Regions from separate parts of the Zea mays genome. Here region 2 is linked to region 1. The links are chromatin contacts, called in public Hi-C maps. All regions are on one chromosome and are shown on one strand. The core of a region is the stretch at or near the end of the contact, and the rest is flanking DNA. Distances in the headings are between cores, read along the strand shown. Region 1 holds the start of LOC103654015 (nuclear transcription factor Y subunit B-2). Region 2 holds the start of LOC100272452.

The links. Hi-C and Micro-C count contacts between places; a contact is called where the count stands out from the background.
Region 2: a Hi-C map of endosperm shows a contact between it and region 1, with 4 times the contacts expected there. The contact joins the promoter of LOC100272452 here to the promoter of LOC103654015 in region 1. A contact is called at or near these places in 8 of 25 Hi-C or Micro-C datasets (bundle sheath, ear, endosperm and 4 more).

The regions. Positions count from the first base shown.
Region 1 is chr4:169,180,875-169,186,650 of Zm-B73-REFERENCE-NAM-5.0, forward strand. LOC103654015 (nuclear transcription factor Y subunit B-2) reads right to left here and starts at 3,199. Exons shown (of 1, transcript XM_008680840.2): 1 at 1,980-3,199. The coding sequence starts at 3,061. The coding sequence ends at 2,267.
Region 2 is chr4:169,352,639-169,358,414 of Zm-B73-REFERENCE-NAM-5.0, forward strand. LOC100272452 reads left to right here and starts at 2,979. Exons shown (of 6, transcript NM_001294176.1): 1 at 2,979-3,397; 2 at 3,471-3,571; 3 at 4,736-4,833; 4 at 5,457-5,656; 5 at 5,756-5,776. The coding sequence starts at 3,007.

The sequences.
Region 1 (5,776 bases), core at 1,949-4,448:
CGACGCAGACGCAGGCTGTACGTGCAGCCGTGCCGAAACAAAAATAGACCTGACCTCACGCGGTCGTGCGCACAGTAGAGAGAGAGTGTGTGTGGCAGCATAGGGAAGGAGCTAGGGTTGAGAGAGAGAGCTCACAAAACAAGGCGAGCTGCGGTATTCAGTTCTCGAAACAGCAGCGAGCGGGGGCATGCACTGGAGCAGGGGAAACGGAACCAAGAAGGCCGGCCTGCCGATACTGCGACGCATGCATGCATGGCAGGATGCACAGCATGCAGGTCTCAGCAGCAGCCAGAATAGATTAAGTGGGTGGTGTTTGTTTCTACTTCTACCCAACTAAAATTTAGTTTCTGCCCTCATCGGAATATTTTATAATAATTATAGATACTAAATATATTCTAATTATAGTAAAATAATTACGCAGACAAAGATTAGAGAAGACGCGACTAAATTTATTAAACTTAACTAAACATATATTTGATACGTATACTTGATATTCAAATATTTAATATAGGACACGATCTAAATAAACAAACTTTAGCAAGAGTGAAACTCCAAATAGGAATCGGATCCGAAGACGAAGACGGTGTATATATGGAGAGAGAAAAAAAACTCTAGTTTTGGAAATCCTGCATGGATCGGACATGGCCGCCGCCGCCACCGCCACCGCCGCCGCCAGAATTAGTAGAGCGGAAAAGCTGCGCGATCGCCGGCACTTGATGACGCGCATGCATGGGTGTCGCAATCCATGGCATTTTCACGTAGGTCCAGAGTCTGAAACACATGCGCCGCCGCCGCCGACCGTCGCCGTCTTCCCTCCCGTCGGAAGCCACGCGAACACCTCACCTCACCTACAGGTTATTATAGGCTGTAGTAACAGCGACAACGAAGGCTTTAGAGGTCGACAAATAATAGTGATGCATCTCACACTCAAACGACGACACAGATACGCTGCCGTACATGCATACAGTTCGTAGCGTACTGTCTGTCTGTCTGTCCTACAACCGCGCGGTTATTACCGTCAGTAGGTCTTGATGGTGAGTTCGATTCCTCGCCTCTAGCTAGGTCTTGTTTTTTGTGTGCTTCTGTTGTTGCTTTTCGCTAGCTTAGCTCCTCATGCATGTGTGTGTTGGTGCCGCTGCCGGTCCTTTTTTTTCTTCGGTTTTCCACGCTCGAAATTTCCTTTTACTTGCTCCGTCGCGCTGCAGCTAGCAGTACGTGTAGGTGTAGTAGTTTCATGTAGCGTACAGTTTCTCTCACTACGTCAAAATCGTCTAAACTGGAGGTAACTATCTATGACACTAGCTAAAAACAAATCACTAGTTTTTTTAAGTGATGACTTTTTTTTAAAAAAAATGTGTCGCTAACAACTGTGCATATGCATGCATCTATTCCAACTATCTTTCTAACGTCTATCGTAAAAACACGTCACTAACTTATTGATGTCCTTTATTTCACGTGTCTTTACTGTGATCTATTTAGTAAGGTGTATTTAAATCAACGTCGTTAATTATATACAATTAGGGACGCGTATTTATATGTAAATACGTCACTAGTTTCAAACATTTTTTTTATTTTGTGTGTCTCTACTCTGATATGTTTAGTGACGTGCATTTTAAATCAAGGTCACTAACACATATACATTAGTGACGTGTATATATAAACGATTCGGTGGCTTCAACCTTCTTCGCGTCATAGAAAAAAAAATCAATTTTTCAAACGATCTCGGATGAAAAACCACCAAAATGAAAGTTGTAGGTCTTCAAAAATTATGAAACTTTATAGTTGACAACCTTTTTATTTGAAATCATCTTGTCATAGAAAAATACGTTTGAAAATTTTAAATTTGAAAATCAAATTTTATACACGTCCTCGGATGAATAAACTACTAGAATAAAAGTTTTACATCTCGAAAAGTTATGTAAAGTTGTAGTTGTTGGCAAGTTTTTCATATGTATAATCTTCACAAGACACACGATCAGTCAATCTGAAAGCATACATGAAATAATCTCGTCGTCGCAACGGTTACCCAAACACAATAGGAGTACTAAGTACTGGCAACAAGCACTGGAAGCTACTTCTAAGAAACTAGAGAGTGGTACGTAGTTTAAGGAAAACAAGCTGCTAAGAAACTAGAGAATGCATGGTTACCCAAACACAATAGGAATGCTAGGCGTGCACACTGCTAGCTAGGACGACCTGCATGCGCCCGATACATGCATGCATGCGTACAACGTACATGCCGCAGATCTATGGCTTGCTGAACGAACTACTTGTACGCGAACGTGTGCGGGTGGTCGAAGCCGCCGCCGCTGCCGCCCGGCGGTGCGTGCGACGCGCTCCCGCCGCTGCCATCGCCGCTCCCGCCGTTGTTGCCCGGCGCGTACGCGGCCCCTCCATAGTACCCGCTGGCCAAGGCGTGCTCGCCGCCGTACGACGTGGGCTCGTAGGGGTAAGGCAGGTAGTGGCCGCCCTGTGGGTGTGGCATGAGGAAGCCGTGGTGCGGCGGCGGGGGCACGGCGCCCCCGTACATGGAGGCGTGCATGTCGTGGTGGTGGTGGTGCGGTAGCATGACGGCTCCGGAGCCGGGCCCGCGGGACTTGTTGAGCATCGATGGCGGCACGGAGTGGTGGTGGTGGTGGTGGTCGCCGCGCGGAGGGGCCGGGGCGAGGCCGACGCCCCGCGCCTCGCCCTCGAACTCGCGGTAGCGGTGGAGGTAGACGCTGAGCGGCTCGACGTAGTCGTCGAAGCCGAGGCGGCTCATGGCCCACAGCACGTCCTCGGCGGTGATGGTCTTGCGCTGCTCCCGCTGGCACCGCTCGTTGGCCTCCCCCGTGATGAAGCTGATGTACTCCGACACGCACTCCTGGATCGTCTCCTTGGCGTCGTCCGAGATCTTGGCGTGCGCCGGCAGCACGCGCCGCATGATGCGGATGACGTTCGCGATCGGCATCAGCCGGTCCTGCTCGCGGATCGGCGGCGCCTGCTGAGCAGCGCCGCCGCCATTGTTGGCGCCGCCCGCCGAGCCATTGTCCGCGCCGGCAGGGAGGAAGCTGGAGTCCATTGGCTCTTGCTACCTAAACCTATAGCTAGCTAGGTTGCTGAGTTGCTCTTGCTGGTGATGAGCAACGGGGAGGCCGATCTGGTGGTGGCTACTGGCTCTGGCTGGCTGGTGGAGAGTGTCCTTCTTGTGATGTGCGAGGATACGTTAAATAGGAGGCTACGACGATGTGTTGACCTGACCAGGCCGGCTAGCAACTAGCAAGCAAGCACAGGCTACTACTACTCTAGGTCTCTAGCCAGCGCTACCGTCTACCGAGGCACGGCGAGGGACGATGATGGCATGCGTGCATGCACACCAGCGCGCGCCTGTGTTGGTGACAAGTGGCGGAGGATTCTGTGAAGCACTGCTCCGTCGTCTGCGCGCGTACGTGGCCGAGTTGTCACACGTAGTACGCGCGCGAAAGATGGAACGACGTACGTGAAAACGGATGAATCCGGTAGATCGAAACTGTTACAAAATATTGTATATTGTATATGTGACCAATCCAAAGGGTGCGACAGATTCTCCCTAAGGGACATACCCCTTGAGAGACACCCCTTCACATGTATATAATCAGGACTCCCCTGCAATAATAAAGTACAACTGTCATTTGCACTATTCTCTCGAATCTCGTTTTCACTGAGTTCTAACACGTTATCAGCACTGCTCGCGAGAATAGAGAGATCTTGCCATTGGAGAACGAGGAACAGTGGAGGCACGTTTGCTCCAATACACCATGTCCTGCGTTGTCTGTGTGGTGATTGATTTGATCGACAACGCGACCGGCCACAACTTCACTAAGCAAAACAGACACCACTGGAAAGCGTTGATCTTGCCTGAGTCTGGCCACAGGAATTGATCTCACCAACCATGCTGGACAACAGTTGAGACGCCGGACTATGCGCTCCTCACACTCAAGGTGAGGACACCATACCTCCTTGCTTCTTGCATAAATTTTACGGGAAGCACCGACAGTCCGACACGCATGCATGCTTTCCAACGAATGGCTCCTACGTGGTGAGGCCGCGTCAGGGCCGACTAGTCGCGCCGCCGCTGGTCTCTGGCTCGTCGGGGCCTGACTGCCGCGTTCGCCCTGCGCGCCAGCACAGCGCCCTCAACGGGGCCGCGTCCGCGCGGTGGGGACCGCGCGCCCACGCTGCGAGGGGGCCACGCCCCACGCCGCCGTGGCCCGATCGCCGCGGGGCCGTGCGTCTGCGCCCGCGCTGGGGCTGCACCTGCGCCGTGGCCCGACCGCCGCGGGGCCGTGCGTCTGCGCCCGCGCTGGGGCTGCGCCCGCGCCGTGGCCGCTCCCGCGCGGCCGCGCCGCCTCGGGCTCGCTCTGGGGCTGCGCTCGGAAGCGCCTCGCCGGGCCGCCATTCGCGCGCGCGTCGTGACCGCATAGGGGATGAGGACGCCGCACCCGAGCGCGCGTCGAGCCCGTGCACCACACCGCCGGGGCCAGAGCCGCCACGCCGTAGCGTGCCTGAGACGACGCGGCGCGGTCGCGCTCAAGCCACGTCGCCAAGGCCGCCGTGGGACGAGCCCGCGCCGGGCAGCCGCGCGTGGCCGTGCCGCCGAGCCGCCGGGGCCGCGCCGGTGCCCACCGGTCGGGGCTGCGCTCCCGCGCAGAAGCGCGTCGGGCTACTGGCTGCCGGGCCGCTGCGTCAAGTGCCTGCGCCCCCGCGCCGCGAGGACCTGCACGCCCGGGAAGCCGTTGCCCGCGCCGCCAGGGCTAGGCCGCCGTGCCGAGGCCGCGCCCGCCTGGCTGACGAGCCGCCGCGCCGCCGGGACCGGGGCCGAATCCGCCCGCCGAGACGGGCCCGCGCACGCCCGGGGAACTGTGCCCGCGCGCCGCGCCAGGGAAGGAGCACCATGCCGGCGGCCGCCTCTGTCCATGGAGGATAGCGGTTAGGGTTTAACCCTAACCGTCGGCTTTCTTTGGTGGCGGCTACCAGGCCTGTTCATGGGCCGATTTCGGCCATAGTTGGGCCACAAACGCCCTGTTATTTATTTATTTTCTGTACAATTACTTTTTGCTTAATGCAGAGTATCTAAATTCGAATATTTAGACCGCTAAAGATATATGTAATTGTACATATTTATCTGTTTTTTTATGAAAAAAAAACATACAGAGTTGTTAGTGAATTATATTTTTATTTACATTTATAATTCACATATTTTCGACTTGCTTTTGTTTTTGCATTCTTTTATGTTTGCATGGAAAACATAGCACATAATTAAGTCGAAACTTAACGGTCCTCATGCAACATAAGATTGCATTTTTTGGGAAAAGCATAGGGTGATGGAGTCCTAAGCACTGACAGCGCTAAATTCTTTATAGAATTTAGTAGCCTAGAGACCGTGCTTTAGGCCGCATTTGAAATGCCTATCACTATGAGGTCTACATCTTTCGAGATGATTACCTATACGTGCTACCCAAAAAGATCACGGACCACGCAGGCGTCGCGGGCTATGGAGCCAGGCTGGACGCTGCAGTCATGCTGACTGCTAAAAGAATTCTTTTAATTAAGTTCTACTTAATTAAATGATGAATTCTTGCAAAATATGAGGCATATATATTTGACTTGGGATTATTCAACACATGATGGAGATCTAGGCTTTGGCTGCAATAAGTTCTTGGAATTTATTTGCCCTGAGACCAAGCTTTTAGACAGCAAAAGGTTATTTGCCCATCAGTAAGAGGTCTACATCATATGTCGATGATGATTACCTATG
Region 2 (5,776 bases), core at 1,729-4,228, 170 kb after region 1:
ATGCCCGGCGCGTCGCAACCCGCCAACCCCGCGCAGTCGCGCACAACTCTGTCGTCGTCCACCGGAGCTCGTTCGTTGGACCGCCTCGCTGTGACTTCGCCTCACCTGGCTGCCCGAGCTCGACTACCCAAACAGTGAGGCCTGATTTGGTGACCACAGGTCACAGGGGATTGTAGGGGATTGAGGGGGAAGTTAGTTTATTTCCCTCTCAATCCCCCGTGATACCCTTGTCACCAAATCAACCTTGAGGGGTCATTGGCGGCTCGCGCGAATAGAGTACGAGGCGGCGACTACGAAGGGAGGAGCGAGAGAGTTGCTCACGCTGTGGGCTGGGGGTGACGGACGACACAGATGGTCCAGATTGACCGGAGGCAGAACCAAAGGTGCAGATTGACGAGAAGCAGAACGACAGAACCACGGTGCACCAGGGGCAGAGGGCCCGTTTATGGCCAAGTACGGCCTACGCCATACCTCAGCTCAGTCCGCTAAAGAAGTTAAACATATTTTTTCCTGCGGCCAAGCCCATCAGCGGCTCCATCTCGTACGCAAGTCACCAAGCTTACACGCGCCAGTCTCCATGCTCCACGGTCGCCGCCACCCATCGCCCACCACAACCAGTTGTCCAGCTCTGCGTCCCGCGGCGCCAGCTAGCCGCTAGCTCCATGCTCGGCGCGCCGCAACCCGCCAACCCCGCGCAGTCGCGCACAGCGCACAACTCTTGTCATCGTCCACCGGAGCTCGTTCGTTGGACCGCGCCTCGCTGTGACTTTGCCTCACGTAGCTGCCCCGAGCTCGACCGCGCCTCGACGGTCGCCACCTCCCTCGCTTGGCCCCCTCGGGCCTCGGCCTCTGGCGTCTGGCCAATGTCGAACCAATTGAAGGCTTCAAGCAATGAGACTGTCAGGCCATGTGTCTGTATGTGCACAACACAATGCACGTGATTGAGGAAGTGAGACAATGACAGTGAAAAACAGAGGATTAGAAATTTAGATGCGAGCCAGCAAGGAACAAAGGAAGTCGCCACCTTCCACTGCCATACCTTATTTTTTGTTTGTGCTCCGCCACTGCGGTGCACGGTCTACATTAGGATCTTATAGAGTAGTAGAGATAGAGGTATTTGTGGTGTCAATACATGTTGGAGGGCCTCTCCTGCCGAAGATGCTCAAAAAATAATTAAGTCATAAATGGTTTCCAAGTCTATTTTAGGTCTTTCGAAGCAATAACGGAGCTGACTTTCGTTTGAGTCCTTCGTTTGAGCGGTGTACATTAGAAGGTGACATGAAGAAGCTTCGACTTCTTTATCTGAGCATGCAACAACAAGATGTCAGATACGAAGGAGATAACTTGAAGGCTTGGTCAACACGTATGTAAAGGAAAAGACAATGGTGCCCCTAGAGGATTTTGTAGTTTGTATGTATAGGAACTTAGGATATGTTTATAATTTCATATGAAGTTGTATATTAGTCCGTCACTATAATTAGAGGTACAATGTCATGCGGACGAGCCTCTCTTTTTGGGAGGATCTGGATTGGTCTGCCTCCAAAGTTGTGATTTTCTTAAGTCTTACCTTCGTATCACTATTAAAGCTTTTGAAGGTATATCAGTAACTACTTGTAACTGAGGAAAGATGATAAAGGGAACATAGCACTAATGATTCCCCTTAGGCATTTCTATCTTATTGCCCGAAGGTCTTTGATTGTAATAATCTTCCTCCGTCAATTTATCCATCCATTGGATAGATTGAAGGAACAAAGTTCTATTATCTCTGATTGTGTTGCCCTGTTTTGGTCCTCTATCAATCAAAGCATGTGATCAACAACACCTACTACTTTTGGATGTGATTAGTCATCCTAGACAAAGCATGCCCTTGTGTGTCTTCATATATAATGTGATTATCTCTAAGAAATCAGTAAACATTGCTACTAGTATTTGTTTGCTCAATCGATGCGATAGTACCACCATAGAGAAACACAAAAGTCGGTACAAAATCTAGCGTTATGGGAATCTGATATATATCCAACATATGTATAGCCCACAAAAGTTTGGTCCTAATTATCCGGAGAAAACATATCAAGATCTTGAGTGCCTTTGAGATATCTTAGTATAGTCTTAGTGTATGTCTAATATCTTCTAATTGGGTTTGCACTGTGTCTAGCTGACAAAGTCACTATGAGTGCAATATTAGGTCTAGTGCAATTCGCAACACACATTAGTGGTCCAATGGTGCTAAGGAAAATAACTTCATGTCCCATTGATTCCTTATTATCACAATTTAGTCTAAATGGGTCAATCCCTTTCAAGGGATGTTACCAGGGTGAGGGGTTTTAAAGGGTGAGCTATCCTAGGAGCTATTTGCCATGAGGGCATCTACGTGGGTCCATGATATCATGGCACAAACCATAGAGATGAGTAAATAAGGGTGTTTTTTGAAAAAAAAATTATTGTTTCTATTAGTATGCAACATCCCACAATTCTAGCTCTAAAATGAATCAAACTATCGTGTAAGACTTTCTCTAGCAGAGCATGTATATAACCATACAAAATACTTTTTTTATACTATAAACTATACTGTTTATAGAGTTAAATTTGAAATAGTAGATGACATAAAAAGTCTGATAGAGATGGCCTAATCAAACTTTTTTTGTGCTATATCTCTCTGTATAAACGAATTACTAAAAACATAAAAAATCTCAATGAAATATATTTTATTATATTCTCTACAAATATATCAAATTTAAGTTATATCCTATGTTTAAAAGTTTTCAAAATACATCCAATATAAATAATTTAAAAATAATATAACTAGATGGATTAAAATTTAGTATATATAATAGAGTGTACGTATATTTGTTTACAAATTTTGATTTCACGACCCTAAACAGTAAACATCCCGTTCTTTAAAGAACACCCCTCCAGTCAGGCCGTCCCGCGCCGACGTCAACGGAGACGTGTCAACGGCGGCGGTGATAAGACCCATAACCTTCTAGATTTTTTTCCGCTGCCTCAATGGATCTCTGGGAGAGGGCCCGGGCCTTCGCCGGCGAGGCGGCGAAGCGGTCGCAGGAACTCTCCGCGGAGGCGGCCAAGCGCTCGTCGGCGCTGGTCTCGGAGACGGCGAAGAAGTCCAAGGAGATCTTCTCCGAAACCGCCTCCAAGTCGCGGGAGATCGCCGCTGAGGCCACCAAGCAGGCCGACCTCCTCGCCGGCCAGATCAAGCACCTCGCCTCCGACCTCCCTGTGCCTTCGATCCCGCCCATCCCCGCGATCCCGCCTATCCCCGCCGCTGCCTCGTCGGTGCCCGACGCGGCCGAGCTTGAGTGCTACGGCATCACCGACGACCTCCGCGAGTTCGTCAAGGGCATGACCATAAACACCTTCCGCGACTTCCCACTGCAAGGTGCGGTGTTTTCGTGGTTGGGTTTAGGGAATTCCAGGCTTGCAATCCTCTGATTGGACTTTTGGTTATGTAGATGAGCCTGAGGTGTCTGATGTGCCAACTGTGTCGAATGTGCGTCAGGATCTGAACGAGTGGCAGGCCAGACACGGCACACTTGTCCTCTCGGCAGTCAAGGTTTTCTCACCATCAAATATCTCCTTTCGCTGAACATCGTTTGATGCATTTGTTTGTGTCATTGTGGATTAGTCTGTGCTCCGGTTGATAGATTGGTGAATGGTGATGAATCCAAGTATGAAAGGGCACACAGTACAGTTTTGCAAATATGTTAAAGCATGCGTGCATTTACTATTGAGATGGCAAAGTTGTAGAAAGCTGAACTTATAGCTTTTGGACGTGCAGAGTGAAGGAACTGGACATGTCATTTGTGATAATAAAACATTTACGTTGGTAAAGTTGTAGAAAGCTGAGCTTATGGGCTTATAGCATTTGGACGTGCAGAGTGAAGGAACTGGACATGTCATTTGTGATAATAAAACAATTACGTTTTCATTTTTTCTCTTTAGATTAAGCAATGAAGATGAAGCATTGATGGATATATTAGCAAATGGAAAATGGTAATACGCAAAACTTGTACATTTAGATATGTTATACTTTTTGCATGTTTGTGGTGAACTGATCAAGGGACATAATGTTACCAAGAAATTGTAGCCATTCCAATTGTGGTTGTGTGTAGAATCTGCAGGGAGTTGTAATTTGGGCAGAGACTGGGTCAAGTAGCTATAGAAGTATGCTGTTCAAAATCATGGCAGTTACCATTTTGATACTGAATTGAGCTGACTCTTAGTTCAAATCTAATATGATCCTAATATGTCTGAAAGGATTTTTCTTTTAACCATGGCCATCCATAATCTCTTCACTTATGTTCTGCACTTGATTCCTATTAATATTCTTCCTGTGTATGTGTTGTTTTTTTTGTTTAACTTGCAGTGTGAGGGTGTGTTTGTTTCACTCCTATATTATATAAGTTGGATTATGATGTAAGGATATGTGGGTAAAATATCACATTGGGATCTCAAATAAGCTGAAATATGCTACACAAATAAGCTGAAATAAGCTAGCATTGGGTAGCTTATTTTAGCTTATTTATGATCCCAAAGTGGTATTTTACCCCTCTCACCCTTCCACCATAATCCAACTTATATAATCTATGTGGGAAACAAACATGGCCTGAAACTGTGAACCAGCAAATATCTCTATTTTGCGACCTATTTTATTTAACTTGCATTGCAGACAAGCAAAGATTTTATTTTCTATTAAATGTTTCTGTCTTTTGTTCAGGAAATATCAAAGTTCAGATATGAGCTATGCCCAAGATACATGAAAGAGCGCAAATTCTGGCGGGTATATTTTTTGCTAGTAAACAGCTATATAGCTCCGTAAGTGTTCTTCTCACCCCTTTTCTGCTCATGCTGCACACTCTTGGTTACTTTTTTTGGTTGTTTGTTTTGTCAATCCTGTTTGTGATGCACAATCTTTTACTAAAATGTTGATGGCTTTGTCATTTATTCTTCATGTCACACCTGTCAAATGAGTTTATATAATTTTATTTGAGATGGTGTAGTCATTACTTTTATTTGTGGCATTGTAGTACACTGATTTTATCCTTTAATTGCAATTATTGTTGATGACATAACCTACGATATGATGTCCTATATAGTTGTGCCTCCATGATAAATGAAATGAAGTTTACCTTGATATATTTATTATCACATTTGGTTTCTTAAAATTTCACATAAATAGTTGATTTGGAACATTTGTTTTACTGAGGTAAAACCTGGTGGTTTTTAAGGAAGCAAGTAGCAGTACAAAGTAGCATACACAATAGTGCTGGGGATTCCAGCTTACATGAAAACAGGAACCAAAAGGACTAACTGCATCACAAGACTAACATCTAGTTGATTTGGAATCACTGCTTATTATGTCATGATGTTAGTTTTCTTGCTTAATTTTGTGCATTTAATATGTTTGCTGACAGCTGACTTCAATATAATGCAAATAGGTTTGAGAAGAAATACTTCGAGGAGCTGAAAGTGAAAGCAGAGGAAGAGAAAAAGGATTCCCAGAAGGAAGCATCCCAAGCATCTACAACTGCAGAACCGAAAGACACAAAAGTGCCAAGCAAGACCTCTTCGACAAATCCAGAACATGACCTGGATGTATTTCTGCTGGGGGATCTGGGTAGCGATGATGAGGCTTCTGGTATGCTATTCTCATCCCTGGACCTCAGCCAGCCTATAAGTTTGTATCTCTTCTCCACTTCTTGTATATGACCTTTTTTTGTTCGATTGATTGTTTAAGTTGGTGGTGATGATGGGCTAG